Regions from separate parts of the Sus scrofa genome. Here regions 1 and 3 are each linked to region 2. The links are chromatin contacts, called in public Hi-C and HiChIP or PLAC-seq maps. All regions are on one chromosome and are shown on one strand. Each heading gives the region's core, a stretch centred on a gene start, on an enhancer-like site or on the middle of the called end of the contact. The rest is flanking DNA. Distances are from core to core; before and after follow the strand shown. Region 1 overlaps LRMDA (a long non-coding RNA gene). Region 2 overlaps LRMDA (a long non-coding RNA gene). Region 3 overlaps LRMDA (a long non-coding RNA gene).

The links. Hi-C and Micro-C count contacts between places; a contact is called where the count stands out from the background. HiChIP or PLAC-seq counts read pairs in DNA pulled down with a chosen protein or histone mark.
Region 1: a Hi-C map of skeletal muscle shows a contact between it and region 2, with 6 times the contacts expected there. The contact joins two enhancer-like sites. A contact is called at or near these places in 3 of 47 Hi-C or Micro-C datasets (embryonic fibroblasts, mesenteric adipose tissue and skeletal muscle).
Region 3: an H3K27ac HiChIP or PLAC-seq map of skeletal muscle shows a contact between it and region 2, with 5 times the contacts expected there. The contact joins two enhancer-like sites. A contact is called at or near these places in 7 of 47 Hi-C or Micro-C datasets (alveolar macrophages, embryonic fibroblasts, fetal heart ventricle and 4 more) and 1 of 2 datasets of contacts at active chromatin or transcription factors (skeletal muscle).

The regions. Positions count from the first base shown.
Region 1 is chr14:78,754,039-78,757,515 of Sscrofa11.1, forward strand. The region is part of intron 5 of LRMDA (a long non-coding RNA gene); the gene reads left to right. Among named protein-coding and RNA genes, the nearest start is that of LRMDA, 800 kb to the left of the region's middle. Within about 2 kb of position 1,988, at least 28 of the 83 cell types and tissues checked have an H3K27ac peak or open chromatin away from gene starts, as enhancers often do. A contact at or near this core is called in skeletal muscle, where this site is marked.
Region 2 is chr14:79,041,357-79,045,213 of Sscrofa11.1, forward strand. All of the region lies in intron 5 of LRMDA (a long non-coding RNA gene), which reads left to right. Among named protein-coding and RNA genes, the nearest start is that of KCNMA1, 1.1 Mb to the right of the region's middle. Within about 2 kb of position 2,550, at least 10 of the 83 cell types and tissues checked have an H3K27ac peak or open chromatin away from gene starts, as enhancers often do. A contact at or near this core is called in skeletal muscle, where this site is marked.
Region 3 is chr14:78,542,639-78,546,561 of Sscrofa11.1, forward strand. LRMDA (a long non-coding RNA gene) reads left to right here. Exons shown (of 6, transcript XR_002338559.1): 3 at 1,235-1,361. Among named protein-coding and RNA genes, the nearest start is that of LRMDA, 590 kb to the left of the region's middle. Within about 2 kb of position 1,798, at least 19 of the 83 cell types and tissues checked have an H3K27ac peak or open chromatin away from gene starts, as enhancers often do. A contact at or near this core is called in skeletal muscle, where this site is marked.

The sequences.
Region 1 (3,477 bases), core at 738-3,237, 290 kb before region 2:
GAACCAGAAATCTAACCATGTTCCTTGCAGCCTAGAGCTCAATACATGAGATCAGATTTGTTTTCCTCCCCCCAAATTTATAGGCATTTATAAGGAAGCACATCCTGCTTGGTATTTGGAGGGGGACAGTAGAGTAAAGAAGAATTATTTAGTAGTTTCTTTTTCTTGAAATTTGCTCAAGCTGTTTTATGACTTTAAAAAACTTGTATCTTAACTCCCATTTTTATGAGCAGCTGTTCTTTTCTATCCCGATTTCCCCACTGACTTTTTTGGCTGACTCACAGGCCAATTATTAGAACTCCTTGGGCAGTGGTTCGTTCCTCCATAAAATGGGTATAGTCATAAAATGTTGACTTTAGAAAAAGAGAGCTCAGTTCTGTAGCCTGGGGTGAAATCCATGTTAGAGTCCTGATAAAGACAGTCTTGACTGAGAATGCCAGGACTGGGTCCTTATTTTCCTGTCACTGGTGTCTCTCAATAGGGCAGACTTTCTGCAGAACTCGGATGGCACCCTTAGTAATGGCCTAGGGGTGGGGTGGGATTGAAGCAGGGGTCCACTCTTAGGGCATTGATGCTATATGGACCCTCTCTTAATGCTAGAACCCAGAGAAAGCAGATTCTTACATAGTTCCTAAGCAGTAGATCACTGGAAGGAAAACCTTCAACTTCTGAAAGTTTTAAGGACATGGAAATACTTCATTTTAGACATTCGCTTGGGTTTGTGCATTTAAAAATTTTTGAAAGGTCACAATGTTGCATTTCTAGGCGAGCTCAACTAAAATGTTTGGAGAATGGATTCTGATTAATTTACTTTTCTAGGTACCTTAAGGGGCACCAGAGATTCTTCTCGATTCAAGCCAGTGAAATCTGATTTCTGTAACTTGGGTGCTCGTGGCTGTGTCTTGGTTCTCAGATGGAGCCTGGGAGATGATGGGGTGAAGAGCCACTAGCCACTGATCCCCAAATAATCCCTGACATTTCATGAAGCATGCCCAAAAGATGAATGCTGAAAAAACGCATTACCTTGGCTCTTTTTAAAATTGCATTCGTATTAATTGAGGCTTGACTCATTGGAGGTGGTTGTGAAGATGAAGGGGATGGAATGAGGCAGAATGTGGCCCATTGTTAGTAAATGATGATCAATTATAGATGTTGTTATGGGTTTGCATTTTTGTTTTTGCGCAATGATTTTTCTAAAATATATTGGTACCTATCTAGGCTGACCTTGAAGTAAAATACTACAACTTCATAAAACCAAAACATGAACGGAAAAGACATCTCCATTTCTCACTATGAGTAGGTTTCAAATCTCTTATTGGGAAGATTTAAATGTAAGTTGGAAGAAGTAGGACAGAGGTCACATCTTCCCCTGTTGGACATTCTTTCTGATGAATAAGTATTAAAACTGCTTTGAATTTGGTTTCCCCCTCAGATAAGGATTTATTTTTTTCCATAAGGTCTTTTCTTTGCACCTGAAGGAGCATTGAGGGTGAAAAATAGAGGCCTGTTTCCTGTTCCTAACTGGAGGCCTCGAAGGTTGTCAAACCAGAGCAACAACTCTGTGGGATTTATGCCTGGGACCTGTCAAAGTAAAATTATCATAGCAAACCCTCTCTGCTATCAATCAAAGGGGTATTGGGGATGGCAAGGGCAGGCATTTTTCAAATTTCTTTACTGTGCATATTTAGTCTTGTGCCTGGGGGAGGAAGAGTGCCTTTGAACAGTTCTTGTAGATTTCTTTTCCATCAGATGGCAGCTCGCAGAACTACTTAATCTTCCCCACAGGGCTTCTCTCATTGGCCAGCTGAGAATGCAGCTGGGGAAGACAGTGGGAGTGGGGGTGCACAGGGAGAGATGACAGAGACAATCCAATGGCACAATCTGGACAAGAAGGACACGCTGTGTGACTCCGGTGGCCCCCATGTCCTGCCTTAGAAAGTGTGCTGTCTCTTGCAGGGTGTAGGTCTTCCCTTCCTAAGGGATCACGTGGGCATGTAGCAACCAAACCCAGAGCCATGCTGCCATCCAGGCCCCAGCGATGTGAGTGCTCTGTCTTTTGCAGGCGTTTCCCACATTTGTCAAGGCAGAGGTTGCAGGGGGACGGACCAGGAACAGGGGGCACCCATTCATCCCTGTCTGTCAGAGCTCTGCTTTGTCATGATAACATGCACGGAGCCGATTTATCTCTCTGGCTACTGGAGGTTAAGGCAAGGGTAACCCAAAGAAGAGAAGAAATCCTGTTTGAAAAGTTTACAAATCCTGCCGGGAGGGCTGTAAACAGAGTTCAGCTGGTGGTGGAATGTGTAAAATACTGCCACACTGATAGGGACCCGATTCCCCGGCACTAGAAATCCACTCGTGTAAACAGAGGAACGGTTGCTGAGAATCGGGTCTGTTTTGGCTTAAAGGCTGAGGAACACATTGCCTTCAAAGTGAATTCTTAGGTGTCACTTCCCATAAGTTATGGCCGAAGATTACAAAGCTACTGATATAACATATTAGTTTGATGGACAGAATTATACCCCCAACGCTTCCTGCTCTCCCCGGTGACGCACACTAACTTAGTGTACTGTGACAGCTGCCTTGATTTACCACCGGCCCGGGAGGCCAGCCGGGAGAGGGAATGTTCACATGCATGCAGGGCCTGAGACTGGCCCGGAGCCGAGTTTATAAAGCTGCCCTGTAATTCACCACAAATGTGTCACCATTAAAAGAGGAAAAAAGGATTGCAGATAATAAATACTCTCTAATTTATTAGCTAACAACAAAGAGATCAGAGCCAGTGGTGATGTGATTGTTTGACATAATATTGTCAAGGAGAAAAAAAAAAAAAAAAAAAAAAAGGCAAAGTTGACCAGAGAGGTAAATTACACATTCAAGCAGATGTATCAACTCTTGGCTTGTCACAGGCCTGGCTCAACAAAACACCAAACAGAGGAGGGAACTGGCAGAGAGCAGAGTCATTTATCTCTGAAAGAGACATATTCAAGAGCAAGTGAAATAAGACATAGTTCTTTTGGACTTGGTCAGAGGCCAGGTTTTAACTGTTATAAATTAACTGTTTTGTGTATTGGATCTGGCAATGGTCGGGAGTTGTTGAATTTTTCTGCCTGTCTTAAACTCATGGTTTGGTCAGCTGACGTTTTTGTCTTTGCAACAAGGTACCACAGCATTCTGGTAATTAGAGTAGCTATCAGAAAGGGGGCTTTTGTATGGGGTCTTTTAGAAAATCAGTGGCTTTGGAAGATGTTTTCATTGCCATCATTTTTTGATTCCCTCCTCTGCAGTTATTTAGCAATAATCCTGCAGGACACCAGGCCAGGATTTGCAGTCATGTTAGAGTCATGGCATCTCAGTTCTGGAGGAAGTGTTTGGTCTTACATCCCACCCAGGATACGTAGATCCCTGTGCAGCCAGGGCTGGAGCACTGCCAGGGACCCAGAGCATCTGCTGCGCGTGATTACAAATGGGCTCAGA
Region 2 (3,857 bases), core at 1,300-3,799:
CTTGGGAGCACTGGGACAGAGGTTCCATCCCAAGCCCTGCTCAAGGGGTTAAGGATCTGGTGTTGCTGTGGCTGCAGTTTAGGTTGCAACTGTGGCGCGGATCTGATCCCTGGCCTGAGAACCCCATATGCCACAAGGTGGCCAAAAAAGAAAAAAAAAAAAATTGATGGTATGTTTGAAATCCATAGAAACCCATGAATACCTCTTTCTTCCTAAAGGAAGGTGATCATTTGTTGCCCCAGCCATGAAAATAGTCACTGGCCCATGTGCCAGAGACCAATGATGGGAATCAAATGATGATCAGATAGATGCTGAAATTATTATTTTATTTGAGTAGCGTCTACCTCTCTTTTCTGATTAATCTGGGTGGACACTCTTAGAGGGATGACAATGGCGTGGGTGGGAAGCAGCTCTGATTTTCATGGATGGAGGATACATGCTTTTTGTGTATTTTATTGACCCTTTAAAAATTATATATGTGTGCGTGGGTGTATATATTATACATAAAACTATATACAAAATTATATAGAAAAATATATAATCATTTTTCACTATCAAATGATTAGTAACTCCATGCCATTGGGTGGCATATTTCCTTTTGGACGTCCATGATAAAAATTATCTTTTTCTAAGAAATGAGGGAATCTATCTTTGTTTATCTTTGCAGGCTTCATTATATTTATACAGGTGATATGCAAACATCCCCAACCCCTGAGGCTGGAAGATTAATTAGAGCAATTGATGGTAGAGAAAATTGGTCCCTAAAATCTAAACCAGAAGCATCCAAAAGTGGGGTGGATGTGTGATAGCCCTAGTCCCAGAAAGCCTCCAGCACAGATTGAGCAAACATGACATATCGATCATCACAGAACCTATAATTGGTGACCAAAAGCACCGTGTGGCTTTAATGGCCCTCCCTGAATCCTTGCCATCATTTAATTTTTTTTTTTTTTTAAAGAAAGCAGCTGTTTTTCCTAAATTCATGCTGCCCTCTAGTGGCCATGCTCCTAACCTCACAGGGAAGGTGGAGAAGATGAATGTGGAGAGAGTGAGTGGTGGGAACCACGGAGGTGGTAAAAGGGTGACCCACTTCTTTCTTTTCTCTCTCTTCTCAGAGAAAGGATTCCTGAGTTCCTCAGCCAAAAATGAGAAAGCAACATGAAACTGAACCACTTAACCACTGTCCATTTTGACTGACAGCCTGGCTTATGTACTATCCATCACTAAGCAGCACTGAAGGAACCCTGTGAATCTTAATTCATTAGCCTCCCATCTTGGCATGTGCGTGCGCTTTGGAATCCAGCCCATCTCAAATCCATTAAATCCCACTTAGAATATGGAGGTGGAGGAAAGGGGGACACATACCAAACTGGCTTTGAAAGTTCAAGTTTCCCCCATGGAAAAGTAAGGAGGAGTCAGCCTAAGTCAAGTTTTTAATCTTTGACATCCTCCTATCCTAAAGGCTGCATAAGGATTTGGACTAGAAAGGTAGCGTTGCATTTGTATGGCGTCTGGTCTGGTATTGGCACTTTGCTAAAGCCACCGAGAACGTCCTTTCCCTCCTTTACTGAAAATGAAGATCTTGAGATTCTGACCTCAGGAGAATTCTTCAGTATATGTAAAGAAATACTTTCAAAGAACAGTTCCCTGTTCTGTCTTTAAGAGTATAGGAAGTACAGAAAAATAATAAAGCATCATAGAAACATGTAAGCAAACTATTGTTTAGGAAGTCAGGGTGAAAATTGTTTCTGGCTTCAGTCTCAACTGGCACACAAAAAAATGTAACCAGAGAAGAAAACCCCAAATTTGGATTGCTAAGAAAATTTAACAAAGGAAGGTTGTTGATTTGTTTTGGAGTCTGGGGCCATTGGGTGTTTTTGTTTTTGGAGGGGGGCTGTTGTTGAAGCATGGAATATCAGGCATTGTGTTTGATCTCTGAGATCTATGCATTTCTATTTGATTGAAATGTAGCATGTGTCCAGGTAAGAACCAATCATTAACGATGTTCAAAAAAGGGAGCCTCTCTCAGACCTGGGACCCCATCCTGTCCATCTCTGCCTACCCAGACGACCCCCAATACAAAATAATTTCAAAAGCATTGACATCTGAGGAAAAGTATGTTGACTGTTTCCTTTCCAGGATTCACATTATCGAAACATCTGCTGCCAGAGAGCTTTTAAATCTGTCAGCCTCATATTTCCTCGATATAGCGAGGACATTGAACGGTCCGGTCAGGTCTGGGCAGGGCCATAACATCTCTGACTGGAATGTGGGGACCAGGGGCTTAAGGCAGGACAGTGGAGCTGGTTACTAGGGATCGGGCTCAAAGGTGCAATTATCTCTCGGACTTGCCCTCGATTTCACATTTCCCACTAACAGGTGATGTGAGGGAAAAACTAGCTCTGCATTTTTTTTTTCCCCTCCTCTCCTCCCTCTCCTATCTCCTTCTCTTCTTCTAAAATGACAAGTCTCATTTCAGCTGCCCTCGGAGCCCGGAGTGCATTTTCCACAGGCTCTGGCTTGTCACTTGTCAGCGTGTCTGCCCACTCACGTGACTGCTTGTGCAGCCTCCCCGGGGCTGGGAGGCTGGCTTCTCAGCCTTGCATTCCTCTCACCTTCAGTACAGATTTTGCCAAGATACTTTCTCTGCTGACTGGTTTCCTTCCCCTGCTTTTTTCTTCCTTATAAACAAGCGGGTGAGACTTGACAAGGCCCAGCATTTGTCTAAAGAGCCTGTGTAATCTGTTCTCTCTCAGTGGAAAGTTTAACCTTCCATCAGGCCTCACTGGAGGGGGCTGAGCATTGGGGCCAAGTGTCCTTTTCTCAAAGGGATGTGTTGCCTGGCATTTGTGTCAGCTTTCTTTTAGGAGACAGATGCATTCTAACCCTTGATTAGGTGGCACATACTGTGTTTTGTTTTTTTTTTTTGACCAGTGCTTGGTAGAAAGCAGTGTCTCATAACCCCACAATTTGGATTCTCTCAGGCATCCAGAGTATTTATGTTTGGCGTGCTTACTCTTTGTGCTAAAAATAAATAAAAACTACCATTTACTTTAATCAAGAATAAACATTGCTGGTAGAAATCATCAACCTGAAATAAAACCGACAGCAGCTAAGCCTGCACATAATGCAATTTATTATGGACGAAAAAGTGACCAAAGGTTTATATTTTGTTGATGTATTGAAAACAGCACAAATTCACAGGAAGGAATTAGCCTTTGTAGAAATAATGAAAACAAAATAAAATCGAAGTGAACTTAAAACTACACACAATAAAATAGGTTGTCTAAACTTCAGTGGAGGGCTCAGGTCTTCCTGTCACAATTTAGAGCTGCATAATTTTACCCAAGGAAATGTAACCTTGTGGAAATAAGTGACTTAAAGAGATTTAGAGATCTTAAAGAGATATGCCTGGTAAAATTTGATATTTGCCAAAAGCTGAACGAGGAATTTAACCTTAAGGAAGATATTACATGGAAAAGAATTGATCCTATTGAAAATAAATTGAATCAAATGCAAATGAAAATGTTAAAAATAGAAGGTGGCTTTAACTTTGAATTTAAAAAATGAAGGAATTTAAGTTCTATTGTAAATCACCCATTCTTCAATTTTAAACAGAGAAAAAAAATAAGAAATTAAATTGACTAAATGTAGTTGGCTCTGAATAAATAGTGCTTTTTGAAAGAAAAATTATCAGGTGTGTTTATGTGTTATATTCATAAGCCTGAAGCCAAAGCATCCTAGTGGTCAAAATGGCAGAATTCAAATGTCCACCACTGAAAAACATCAGGGTTAGCAGACTAAGATGAAAATATCCTTTGTTTTATACAATAGAAGAGGAGAATTCAGAAGTGTGT
Region 3 (3,923 bases), core at 548-3,047, 500 kb before region 2:
CCCCAATTCGTTCCATTTTATGTAACAGCCAGGAGATCCCGTGTGAGTCCGCCCTCTGGTCAGCGTCGGAGCTCAGCTGTCAGCCTGTGCAAGCTCAGCACAGCTCTTGGGTCTGGCAGGTGAACGAGCTGGGAGTCTGTGTGCAGTGCGAGGCCCTCCACCGGGCGACGTTCTGTAATTAACGTCTGCCTGCGCCAGGCCGCGCATGCGCACAGCTGCCCCTCACCGCCTCCACCCCAGCACCCCTGTGCCCCTAACGGTAATGGTTCACTTTCAGCTACCTGTACTAACAGGGCTGTCTTTCCCTTTCCGATGCTATTTTTTTTTTTTTTTTTTTTTTACCCGAGCTGAGTACTTAATTCTTTATCTACTGCCTCAACATCTACATTGCTGCATTCCACACTTCTTTCAAAAATAAAGAACTCCACTTTCCAGAAATTTGAACAGTAAACTTCAAGCCGGGAGCCTTGAGACAGAAATTCCCTCAACCCCTTCCTTACCTCACCCCCAACAAAAATGAAAACAAATAAAAAGAAATCATGAAAGCAAAAGGAATAGCCACTCAAACTGGAGTGATTCCACGCTTCTGCGGATATCTTGCCTTTGGGGCAGCTACAGGGACACTGGGCAGAAACAAATGAAGCGATTAGTAAAGAAAAAAAGCGGGAGGGGAAAAAAGTCAGAGGCGGCAAATGCAGAGAAAGGAAGCCTTCCTTGCCGTTTCCTAGGACTGTGCAGAGGAGAACCGCTAAGAAATGATACTTGAAGTTATATTTATTATTGTAAGAGGGGTATGATATTTCTGGGCAGGAATGATGGATGACAACTTAAATTTGTGTCCAGGGAATGAAGGTGAACTGTGACAGAGTTATTTATCTTGGGAATGGAGGTTAGGGTCAGCCGAGGCTGGGTGCCTGAAGGCACAAGACATTGACAAATTTATCCTGCAGGCCGTATCTGAAGCCCTTTGTTTTGGATCCTGGCTACTCACTAAGTGACCCTCATCCTTCATGTTGGCAATGCGTGAAGGATGCGGTGAGCGCCAGCGGCCCCTTCTCCCCCGCCGCCCCCGCCCCGGCTCCCGCTACTAATTCTTGTCATTCACTTTGCTGACAGGCACCAAGCCCAAACTATTCCCAGTCCTGAAAGGGAAGGTTAAAATATTTATTTCGGCTCATAATGGCCTCCCTGATTTAGTGCAGGATCATTTTTCCTGTTGCCTTTGTCATTGCAGGTCACTGGAAGGACTGAGCGCGTTCGGGAGCCTGGAGGAACTCATCTTGGACAACAATCTGCTGGGGAACGACCTCGTGTTGCCAGGGTTACCCAGTCTCCATACCTTAACCCTCAACAAGAACCAGATATCCTTGGCTCTGGTGCTGCCCCCACTCCCCGCCCAGCCCCGCAGTGGTCCCCTCCCCGCCAGCCATCCCCTCTCCCCCCGCCCCCCACAAATACCTGCGAAATGTCAAATGAGTTTTATGTGTCAGCTAAATTAAAGTATGTGAAATACAGTCCATGGGCAGACAAAGCGTTCTGTCTCCTGGCACTCGGGACACTTCAGAGTAATTTATTATAGGTCATTCATAAATGAAATGCACCATTATATCTTCCTGTTGCTCCATTTTAGTGTAGAGATCTAAGTTATGGCTGCGAAGAAATCTTTTTAATAGATAAAAATAGAGAAAGAAAATAATGTCACTGCTGCCGAGAAGGGAAGGCTAAGCTGTGTTCTCTTTGCTTGGGCTTGTGTGGGAGGGCGACCTCTGGTGGGAAGCAGGGGGTAGTGCCGCTAAGCAACCTTAGCCTTTAAGGAGGTTTCTGGAAGGCTTTGGTGCAGGCTTGGGGAAGGCTTCTGGCTGAAGAGAAGAGCGAAGGGGCTAAGGTGGAAGAAGAGTGAGAAGTCCAGGCTAGCGCTGCCCTCTGTGGTGTGTCTGGTACTTGGATGATGAGAGAGCCTAGGAGAGTCATTCTAGTGTGTGGTTTCTCCTTAGGTCTGAAGATCTAGCGGCCTGGAATGAGACTCAGGGACTTATTGCCTTGGGGTCTGCGGTGAGGCTGAGAATGGAATCAGAACCTCTACCTTGTGAGTCCCGTAGCTCCTTGTGAGGCTGAAAAAGGAATCAGAACGCTTGTACTTTGTGTGTTAGAGTCACAGGGCGCGGTGCTTGCACAGTGCCAGCTCTCCCAGGCAGAGAGTTTTGTCAGTGTTAACTCCTTTATCTTTCACACCTAGAACAATACCTGGCACGGAGTTAAGGCTCCATAAATGGTTGTGGGATGAAGGAGTCATGATCATCAGATGTTCTTTATTGAGCACTCCTATGGATTAGGCGCTGTGCTAGGTAGCTTGAAGTGTGTTATTTTTTTCATTCTTACCAAATCCCTTGGGAAGGGTGTGGTTTCTCCCTTCACCTAGAGCCAACTAGGCATTTAACAACATGACAGGTCCTGGCTTGTCACACCTGTGGCTGGACCCAGAGTTCTTTCCTTATTACAGCATGCTTCAGACTTGAAGTCTTATCACCTTGTTTTATTGGTGGGGCTTTTGAGACCTGGTGTGGTTTACTCACTTGCTTCTCACATAGTAAGTTAGAAATAGAAAAGGGATTGGGATATTTTCCATAGAGTATGAAATTAAAGCCATATACATATGTTAAGATGAAGGTATATGTTTATGGCAGCTCTAAGAAGGATTTATGAAATCATTTATTAGCCACTGTTTATACATGAAATCTTAAGCTAATATTTTCTTTCTTCAGTAAAATAAGTGATTCGTGGCCACTATTAATTGATACTTTTGTGGAAGAAGGAGCGGACCTACAGGTTCTTATCAGTCCTTATCATAATGAAATATTGATTTTTTTTCCTCTCCTATCCTTTGGTCAACCAAATTTCCTAGTCATTGTTTGAAAAATGATCTTAGTCAGTGTATCTTACGTCTTCCTTGGCTGTTGAGATGATGAGTTGGATGATAGTCTCAAATCAGTTAGAATAGAAGGAGAATTAGACTAGCATTTGGATGATGTGTTTCCTGCTATGGACCCCAGTGCTCATAGCCTGTGTCCCACGTCACTGCAGAGCATTAGAGTTGTTAGGCTTGGGTTCATGAGTCAGCTTAATCATGTTTAGCCGTGTGGCCATAGTCAAGTAATCCTCTAAGAGCCTCTGTTTCTCATTTGTGTGGATGTGTGTGATGTTACCCCTTTCACTTGCCTGTTTGGAGAGCTGATAAGAAGGAATGATGATGTAAGCAAAGCAGATTTCTGTATGGCTAAAAATCCAGCTGCCTTTGCTCTGGGATGTTGTCAAAAAGGCGCTATCAGAAATGGTGCAGTGAGTGACTTCCCTAACAGTCCACAGATGAGGCCACAACGACTGTACAGCAAATGCCATACAAATGCTAATCCTGAACTCAATTCCCTTTCTCCCTCAGCACACTTCTTGACCACTTCTCTGTAGTATTAATTTCTGTGTATGAAAGTGGGTGATTTTTTTAATCAACCACTGATTTATACAATAATTAGTTAATCAAATGTATTTGTTGGATACCTATGTGTCTGAAGAATGTAGATTATAGTATTGCCTTATTCTGTTACCACTAACTACTAAAGCGTTTTGACCAAACATGGATGGCTGGAAGATTACCTGGTTAGTCTAATTGGGTTAGATTCTACTAAAATTCATGCTTCATGTGAATTTCCTAAGCATAATTGTCTCCTGTTTTAGAGGATTCATTTTCATAACCTGGCACAGAATATGCTGAAAATGCAAAGGGAACCACTTTAGATTTTCTTTTTTTCTCCCTCACTCCCTTCCTTATTCTTTAATTTATTTAAACTAACAACAAAAATAGCCAGCTCACCATATCTCCTACCTCCTATCCCTTCCCTTTTCTCACAGCTACCCAATCTATTCTCTCT